Regions from separate parts of the Mus musculus genome. Here regions 2 and 3 are each linked to region 1. Evidence: chromatin contacts called from public HiChIP or PLAC-seq and promoter capture Hi-C data. All regions are on one chromosome and are shown on one strand. Each heading gives the region's core, a stretch centred on a gene start, on an enhancer-like site or on the middle of the called end of the contact. The rest is flanking DNA. Distances are from core to core; before and after follow the strand shown. Region 1 holds the start of Met (met proto-oncogene). Region 2 holds the start of D830026I12Rik (RIKEN cDNA D830026I12 gene). Region 3 overlaps Tes (testis derived transcript).

Region 1 (2,836 bases), core at 90-2,589:
ACTAACACTGGGGCATAAAAGCACAATTTATGTCCCAGTAGCAAAGGGAAACACCGTGTACATCGTTTTCAGATCATCTCCATGCAGAGGAAATTCATTAGTCAGCTATAATAGTTGAGCTATAAAGGAAAATAACGTTCTGCTGAATCCATTTGCATGGCAATGTGTGTGTGTGTGGCTGGCTGCTGGAAGCGACAGAATAAACCTCCACCCAATGCTACAAAATGCTGACAGTCTTCCTAAAATTCTGTCTATATTCTATCCAGTTACAGCGTTTACAATCTCCTCATAGTCATGGACCGTTTTAACTTGGCCATTAGAGCCTCCTGATTATTTTGCTTAAGAAAGTTGACAATTTTTCATTCTGCCCCAGAGCTGCTTTGAACAGAAGCCTGTGATAAGGGAAAAGCCACTGGACGAGCATTCATGCGTGAGCCCCTAGAACCCCTGCCAACTGCCAAATTAGCAAATGGCTCTTCTAAACATAAAAAGGTAGGAAATGGGAAACCACAGTTTGGAATAAATTCTGCATTGTACTTTCTTTGGTCTTTTAATAATTACACCGCTACTAGCCAGACTACCTGACCTCTGGTTATAATGTATTTCACCTCCACTGAGTCCCAGGAAAAAAAAAAGATAAAGTGGGATAGAAAATGATGGATCACACCCTCCGTGTGTTTGCCAGGAATAAAAAATTCAGACCATCCCAGAAACACCTGCCCTTGAGAAAGACACCCCCACCCCCTCCTCGCGCGCTCCCTCAAGGCAGATAAAGCAAGACTAGGAACAAGGAAATAGCTGGGCTCAAACCTTGCCGGCTGTATCACCCTGGACAGGGTGACCGATCCCTTCTGTAAGGGCTGAGTCAGATCCCAGAGGTGAAACTTGCAGAGCTACAGCAGCCCTGGAGCACCTAATGCTCTTGGCGCCCCTGAGTCACACAGGTGGCCGTCAACAACACTCCTTCTAAAGCGACAAGCTCAATTCTAGTTTGCACCTCCCCGACCCCATACCTTCAGTTTCCTAAGCCCCCGGGCTCGCACCCACCTCGGTGGTCTTGTCCTCCAGAGCAGTAGCCAGTTCCCTTAGTGGAACAAAGAAAGCAGAGGGGCTGGGAGAGGCTGGGTGCCTGATCGACGCGGCTGGAGTTTGTACCTTGGGGTGCCCGGAGCGCGCGGCGCCGAAGTCAGCCGGCTGGGGACCACCCGCGCGCTCCGCCCTTCTCCAGCGAGTCAGCGGTCGCCCAGCATCTGGCTCCGCACAGGGTCACCCGGGCTCGGACGCTGCGGGCGGCGAGGCCGTCCGGGTCACCTGCGGCCCGGGCCGAACCCCGCCGAGCGCCCTCGGACTGCTCCGCCCCTTCCCACACGCGCCCTGCCCGGCCCGTGACTCAGCCGGGCAACAGCGGCGCCCGGGCGCGTCCGGGCTGGAGGCGAAGAGACCCGGGTACCCGCCCCAGCACGTGTCTGTTCGTCCCTGTCGCTCTAGGTTTGTCCCCAACGGTCCCTCCTGGGGCCCGAGATGGGGACTGGCACCACCCTTGGAGGGTTGGGGGGGGGGGGGTTGGCGTCCCCGCCCTTCCCGCAGCCAGTACGCTTAGCCCGGGGGGTCGCACTTCCTCAAGCCCCGCCCCACCCCCCGCCCTCGGCAAGGTGAAACTTTCTAGGTGGAGAAGTTTCCCTCTCCCCAGCTATGCGCTTTCTCTTCCTCCTCCAGTTCTGGAGTCTGAAGCCAGCGCAGAGGGAGATCAGTGGCCCCGAGTCTCCCCCTCCTGGTGCTCCAAAGTCACCCGCGCAAAGCGCACGCACCCCCTGGCGCACCCCGGAGCTGCAGCCTCTCTCACGCCCGAGGTGGCGGCCCCGCACTCACCCGCGTGGACAGAGATCTAGGCGCCACGGAAACAAGGCGCTCATTGTCACAGACAATGTTGGGAGTGCATGGACGGATTGTCCCAATGATTTCATTTTGCAATCATTATCCCCCTAGTATAATTTCTCAGATTTCTGGAAGAACCCCAGGAGTTTAACCCAGGGGAGGCTTCTGGTTAATTTTCACTTTTTTTTCCTCATAGCTGGACACAGGGTAATTAAATAGACAAATGGACACAAGGCGGTTACATAGACAAATAGCAACTAACAAATCCAACACATAAGTTCAAATCTCGAATATTAAAAGAAATTGAAAAGGATTTACTTAGGAAGATTCGTTTATTAGAATCGTTTCTAAAATTTTGCATTTCCCTACAAGGATACAATAAGGTGAAAGGATCTAAGGAATCCATTGCCTTTTAGAATAGGAGTTCTTTCCAATTGTCAGAAGAGCTGATTCGATAATGGACATAGAGGTATGTATAGAAGTAACTTTGAGAGTCATTCAAGCCACAGCCACTATACAGGTGCAGGGGACACGTCTTACACACAGAGCAAAGACAAGGAAGGTCTCATACATTTCTTATAACTGCGCTATGTATGTGTTCAGTACATTACCAGACACTAGACAGAGCTATTTCAGTCCCAAGAGCAGTTTACCTCACCACTCCTCAGTTTGATGGAAAAGGAAAGTTCCTATTACAGTTTTGGAGGCCTGCACGGAATCATTTTGCAGATGAATAAAACAGCCCGTACGAATTCCTAGGAAGCTCACACAGCTGGTATTAAGAAAGCCAGGGTTAGAACCCAGTTCTCAAATCTCCTTCAAGGGTCTATACTATGTCCAGGGGTTCCAGCCAAGCAAACTTGATTCAAGCGGGTCCTTCCAAATATCACGCTATTCATGAAGGTTGTGGCTCATTCTGAAACTCTGGTGTTACTGGTTACAAGGCCCCTGGCCTTTAAAA
Region 2 (2,874 bases), core at 238-2,737, 270 kb after region 1:
TTTAGCTTCTCAGCAGCCCTGTCCTCTAGGTTTGCAGAAACTCTGGCTCTTCCTTCCACGACCATGTTTTTTTGGAAAGGTTAACTGCGCATGTGTCCTCGGCTGCCTCACCGATTGCTCTTCCACAAGCCAGTCCTTCTTCTGCCAGTCTGCGTTCAGCTTTCATTTGTCTGCGAAAATTGTCTCTCAACTACTAAAGCGTTGCCAACTCTCCAGTTTTAATTGCCCATGCATATTTCTGCCCCTCCCTTCTGCCTCAACCGAGTCCCTGTTCATCCCTAGGCCTCTAGATTTATTAAATTCCTTTGATTTTTTTTATCTAGATGTGGAGTTAGTGAAATTATTTTTCTTCTCTTTTCTTCATCCAAATATAGATATTTTCTCTGTGACCTTGCTTTGACCCTTTTATTCCCCCCACCCCACCCCCATGCCTTAGCAGCCCCAGGCTTGCAGAGAACACTAGGTCCAAATCCTTAACTATGGCAGGAACCTGTCCTGTGTTCTCTCCTCATTGTTTCAGCTCCAGGACACTGAAGACAGTGTTCACTCCCTTCTCTGGGGCATCTGAAGGAATCCTAACAAATCTCACAATCGACGCCTCTCTTTCCAGTGATGCAGTTGGAAATAAAATATACAGGGAACGCAATTGCTGCCGTTTATCATTTTAACTGTCTCTGCGGGTGATGTCTTAACAACATTCCATACACACTGTTGATTGTGGGACGCAATTCAGTCTTCTGTAACTGAACATCAGAATTCAAGAGTTCAAACCCCACTTCTAGGACTTTGGTCTGAGGCGCAAATCCCTCTAAATGCATTTACTAGGCTAAGATGGAGATTTACTGTACCTTCATTTCCCCACGTCTTAGTTTTCTTAGCTTGAGAGGTGCTTTTCTTCTTCATCCTTCTCTACAATATAGCCCAACCTCAGTTTCCCTTTCTACTCCTCTCCCCCAGTCCTCCGCCCCAGTACCTCCTGTCTCCCCACATCCACTAGTCCTCCATTTCCTTCCAGAAAAGAGCGGGCTTCCCAGTGATAATCAACCAACCTTACATAACAGCCTACAGCAAGCCTCATACTAGGGCTGGACAGAAGGCAACCTCTTGTTTGTGAGTTCTCCTCTGAATCTCACAATTCTCTCCGTCCCAGGCAAATTATCACAACAGTGAACGATTTCCGAACTTCCCCTTTAGCTTTCCCATCGCATCACCACCCGGTCTTTTATTGCACAAACACCAGGTCTAGAAATTGTTTTCCTCTCAGCTCTCCAGCTGCTGCCTGGCCAGGCACTGCGTGAGGCATTCGCGGCTGACACAGGCAGGGCTTCCTGTCCAGAGCAGAAAGGAAGCCGTGCTTTTGGATGAACCCTCATTGTCCAGGGCTGGAACAGCGATCACCCGGCAGTGATAAGGCCCTTCCCAATGCAGCCGCACGAATCTCACTAACCTTGTTAAGGAGAAGAGGAAAGAAGGGGCGTTCCTAAAATGACTGGGAACACCGTTTGCCAGCCCCGCATATCCCAGCAACCAGAAGAAACGAAAACACACCTAGTGGTCAGAGTATTTATCTTGCCAGGGTTTCTACCTCCTTGGTTTGCAAGGGGAGTAGAAAATGACACCCTGCCATCGAGCCATTAATTACAAACAAAAGAAGGAGTGGAGAGACTTAATTTTCAATTGACTATCGGGCTTGATGATGTGTTCTGGGCTGTGTGGTTCTCCTCTCTTATTTCATTGAAACCCATTGTTGAGCAATCTCCACAAGGGCCATGTAGTTGTCTCCTTTTATTTCACTGTTAGGTGCTCACCACCCTTTCTTTTACATTCTTGTTTCCTTCAAGTGGCCTGCTAGATAAAAGGTGCTCTTTTGAAGGTTTGTTAAATAGATGCTGCCTACAGAGAAACTCACATCATTAGTCTGTCGTCCTGCACCCAAAAATATACTTGGTAGAAGCACTTTCTCAATTATCTTAAGATGTATACGTGTTAAATAAAAAAAGTTCCTGCTTTTCAAATGATAATAGCTAAATAGATCAATTTCCTCCACTGTGTGTGTGAGTGTGTGTGTGTGTACATATGCTTTCTAAGTAAAGAGATATAGATCCTCTTCAGCGACAGGGAATGGCAGTGTTTGCCCAAAATAAGTGTATGTAAAGGTGGGAAATTTCACATGCACACATACATAACCTGGTGTAACTAGCTGGCACAGATGCCAGCAAGGTGGATACCTTTAACATCCTCATCTCTTAAATTATCTACACATCATGGTGATTTGAATGAGCAACATCTCCCACAGGTTCATCCATATAAACACTTGGTACCCAGCTGGTGGCGCCATTCAGGAGGTTATGGAACCGTTATGAAGTAGAGCCATGCTAGAAGATGTCACTGAGGGTAGGCTCTGAGAGTTTACAACCTCACCTGAACCAGCTCTAGTTGGCTTTCTCTGCCAACTGGAGTTGAAACCGTGATCCCTCAGATGCAGTTTGGCTGCCAGTTGCCGTGTCTACACTCATTGTATGGACCCCTCTCTCTCCAATCATAAGCCAAAATAGACGGTTTCTTCCTCAAGGAGTTTCTTGCCATGATGTTTTATCAGAGCAACAGAAAGTAACTAAGATACACATGCTAAGAGGAAAAGCATTTTCGGCAGAGTTTTCAGGATGCACTTGAGAACATCTTAAATATGCTTCCTAAGTTTTCCCTCTTATTAGCAGTCATTTTCAAATGAATGTGACCTGAGGAGGTTAAACATGTTCAATCAGAGACATGGTTCACTGGATAAAAGTGTGTAATGCTCTTGCAGAGCACCTGAGTTTGGTCCCATGCACCCACAGTGGGCAGGCAGCCCAATACTGCCTATAATTCCAGCTC
Region 3 (2,935 bases), core at 363-2,862, 380 kb after region 1:
AGGGGGGAAAGCCTCATTGGGTTTCAAGAGCTCACCTCCAGAAGTGTAGTTCAAATCCTTCACAGTTCTCTTTGCATTTTAGACAGGGGGCTCCAAATCCTTGCTCATGACCTAAGCCCATCTGTTAATGGGAAGAACAAAGGGAATCTATTATAAATTTTTTACATTTTTAAAAATTCAATAAATCACACCTCTAATTCCACTTAACGCTCTTGTTGATGTAACTCTCAAACAAATCTTTTATGAGTTTCACATTGTTTAGCCAACTCTGACCCAGGCATGTAAACATAAGCTTTGAGAACATATATAGCATTCTTTATAATCTCATTGCTTTTATCAAGAAAAGAAGAGAATCAAAATACAACTTTATAGAAGACTACAAATACTGAAAGTCACAAAATTCATGGATTCATGGCTTTGCCCCTTATGTGCTGTTAATGCAAGTACAGGGAGATCAGAGGGCAGAGACTGAGACACAAACAAATGTATGACAGAGTTTAGGAATGACAATATTTGTTGAATACCAGGAAAAGTATCATACCATTTAAATCTTTTTTTTAATTAGGTATTCATTTACATTTCCAATGTTATCCCAAAAGTCCCCCACCCGCTACCCCACCCACCCACTCCCACTTCTTGGCCCTGGCATTCCCCTGTACTGGGGCATATAAAGTTTGCACGACCAATGGGCCTCTCTTTCCACTGATGGCCAACTAGGACATCTTCTGATACATATGCAGCTAGAGACACGAGCTCTGCGGGGCACTGGTTAGTTCATATTGTTGTTTCACAGGGTTGCAGATCCCTTTAGCTCCTTGGTTACTTTCTCTACCATTTAAATCTTACAGAACCTCACAAAACATTTAGGAAGCAGGCTATTTCCCTCTGTTCTTTACAGGTGACTGAAATGAAACCCAGAAAGTTTTCAGAATTTGCTCAGTATGAAAATGTCAATACATTCTGGAACTTACCTGGAAGCTTCCTTCCTGAGGGCTAGCTTCATGGTACCCAGAGGGGTTATGAGGGCTGACAAAGGAGAAAAGCAATCGGCGGGCTTCCTCAGCTGTAAATCTAGATGTTACACTGACTACCCTGGCAAGATACTCACGATGGCGCAAGAGTGGTACTTTTATTTGAGGGGTAACCAACCTCAGTCTACTTGGACTTTACACCCACCCCAGAGAGATTTCAGCCTAGTATTGAAAACCAAACAATTATCTACAGCTAAGAGGTCATAGACACTAAAGGAGAACTTAACTACTGCCATGTTCCTAAAGCAGTAGACTAAACACATGCAGTCTAAATACATGTTCTTACACCCATCTATAAGAAGAGTATCTCTCACTCCTCAGCTGAGAAGTGTCTCTTTGCAGTAGATGGAAACTATTATTGGAACCCACATCTGGACAAAATGCATAGAACAGCTGGCTATGGCATACCCAAACTCAATGACACACCTACAACATGGCGGGGGTGGAATTGTAAAAGCCATAGGACCAGATGCCTGCAGCTAGATAGTACCTTCTAGATGTGACAGGGAAGCTGCACGCATGAACTCTCAACAATATGGTCACCAACACAAGACAGGCTGAACAAGAGATCTTCGGACACACGTGAACACTAAGATACGTGTGCTCACATATCTGGGTTTGTCTGGGTTTGTCCAAACACACATAATTTCATCTTTTCTGGGTGCCCAGACTTAGAGAAGGCAGCAGCAATGTCCCTAATGGGAGAGGGAGGTGTAAGGGAGAGAGAGGTCACAGCAGTATACACTATGCCCTGAAGAAGTCTTAATCAAAAACAAAACACAAAAAAACAACACCTAGTTTTCAGAATCACTGTTAGCAACCGAAGCCATGAGACAGATTCCGGCTGGCAATGAGTTAGTCTGCCTATGACAGAAACGATTTTTACATATCTACATGTTGGCCTACGATTCTTAAGCATCACTGACATCCAAGCGAGGATTTCTTATCTTATGCCCCATGATTGGGTAAGAATTTGCAACCTCAATCACGGCAAACAAACACAAATCTCTAAGAGCTTTGTGATCCACACTCTCATTCCTTGTTCTGCAGATGTACCTGCATCCAGACTGAGTTACAATCTGGAATGCAACTCTAAACTTGATACAATAACATTGTCTAGAGAGGACATATCTCTACAAGAATAAATCAACTTTTTTCTGATTTGTTCCTCCTGAGGCTTCTGGGAGTGCCAGCATCCCTCTCAGAAGTTGAATGAAGGATAATTTACCAATTCTATTTTGTAGAGCCCAAACCACCCACCCCTGAGCTGTTTGAGGTCCATTCCAGACTTTTTAAGGCTCAGTGCCAGACTGCCCCAAGTCTTTTGAATTTCAATTCATGAGCCCCATTTGTTCTAATAGTTGCAGCAATTTCTCTTTCCAGTTTATGCCACGTTCAAGAGTCCCTGAAATATATGAGACCCAGAATCCTCTCCACATGTCTTCCCTTCCTTTGCCCTCAGCACAGACTACCCCCAATTGAGCACAGTCTTCTTTTTAACAAAAGAGATGAGTCTTATGTTTGGTCACCCAGGTCTTACAGGCTAGCTTGTGCCCAGTTCTCTGTGCTTGAGAACGCTTGGTGAGGAGTACTAGAGATGATGTTAGATAGCGATACTCAGGATGCCTTCCAGGCTATGTAGGATGGGGTGGAAGAGTAAAGAGGGATGCCTAGCTGTTAGGTCCTTGACAGCTAAGGCAACCTGGCTGGTTAGACAATGAAATCCAGACCCTTGGATTCATGACCACTTCCATTTGTGTGCTTATGTGTAATAGCAATGTAAGAAAATGATGAGAATTGTATTGTTATTAAAGAAATAACAAAACTGAGAACTGTGCAAACAAAGAAAGACCATTGAAGAAGAGTCAAGAAAACTGTGGTCTGGACCCACAGTGTCACCAGCA

The links. Promoter capture Hi-C pulls out the DNA fragments that hold promoters and counts their contacts. HiChIP or PLAC-seq counts read pairs in DNA pulled down with a chosen protein or histone mark.
Region 2: an H3K4me3 HiChIP or PLAC-seq map of bone marrow-derived macrophages shows a contact between it and region 1, with 3 times the contacts expected there. The contact joins the promoter of D830026I12Rik here to the promoter of Met in region 1. A contact is called at or near these places in 1 of 39 promoter capture datasets (the 3T3-L1 cell line), 1 of 15 datasets of contacts at CTCF or cohesin (the NIH/3T3 cell line) and 2 of 115 datasets of contacts at active chromatin or transcription factors (bone marrow-derived dendritic cells and bone marrow-derived macrophages).
Region 3: a promoter capture Hi-C map of 3T3-L1-derived adipocytes shows a contact between it and region 1, with 3 times the contacts expected there. The contact joins the enhancer-like site here to the promoter of Met in region 1. A contact is called at or near these places in 9 of 39 promoter capture datasets (the 3T3-L1 cell line, 3T3-L1-derived adipocytes, cranial neural crest and 6 more), 1 of 15 datasets of contacts at CTCF or cohesin (the NIH/3T3 cell line), 6 of 484 Hi-C or Micro-C datasets (the AML12 cell line, the CH12 cell line, LSK cells and 3 more), 4 of 115 datasets of contacts at active chromatin or transcription factors (bone marrow-derived macrophages, embryonic stem cells, forebrain and 1 more) and 1 of 9 other capture datasets (embryonic stem cells).

The regions. Positions count from the first base shown.
Region 1 is chr6:17,462,460-17,465,295 of GRCm38.p6, reverse strand. It overlaps Met (met proto-oncogene), which reads right to left and starts at 1,339. Exons shown (of 22, transcript NM_008591.2): 1 at 1,048-1,339.
Region 2 is chr6:17,196,364-17,199,237 of GRCm38.p6, reverse strand. D830026I12Rik (RIKEN cDNA D830026I12 gene) reads right to left here and starts at 1,487. Exons shown (of 3, transcript NR_102305.1): 1 at 1,448-1,487. Gm52892 (a long non-coding RNA gene) reads left to right here. Exons shown (of 2, transcript XR_003956407.1): 2 at 1-322.
Region 3 is chr6:17,083,323-17,086,257 of GRCm38.p6, reverse strand. It overlaps Tes (testis derived transcript), which reads right to left. Exons shown (of 7, transcript NM_207176.3): 2 at 36-121. The region is part of intron 2 of Gm4876 (predicted gene 4876); the gene reads left to right. Among named protein-coding and RNA genes, the nearest start is that of Gm15473, 19 kb to the right of the region's middle. Within about 2 kb of position 1,612, at least 4 of the 459 cell types and tissues checked have an H3K27ac peak or open chromatin away from gene starts, as enhancers often do.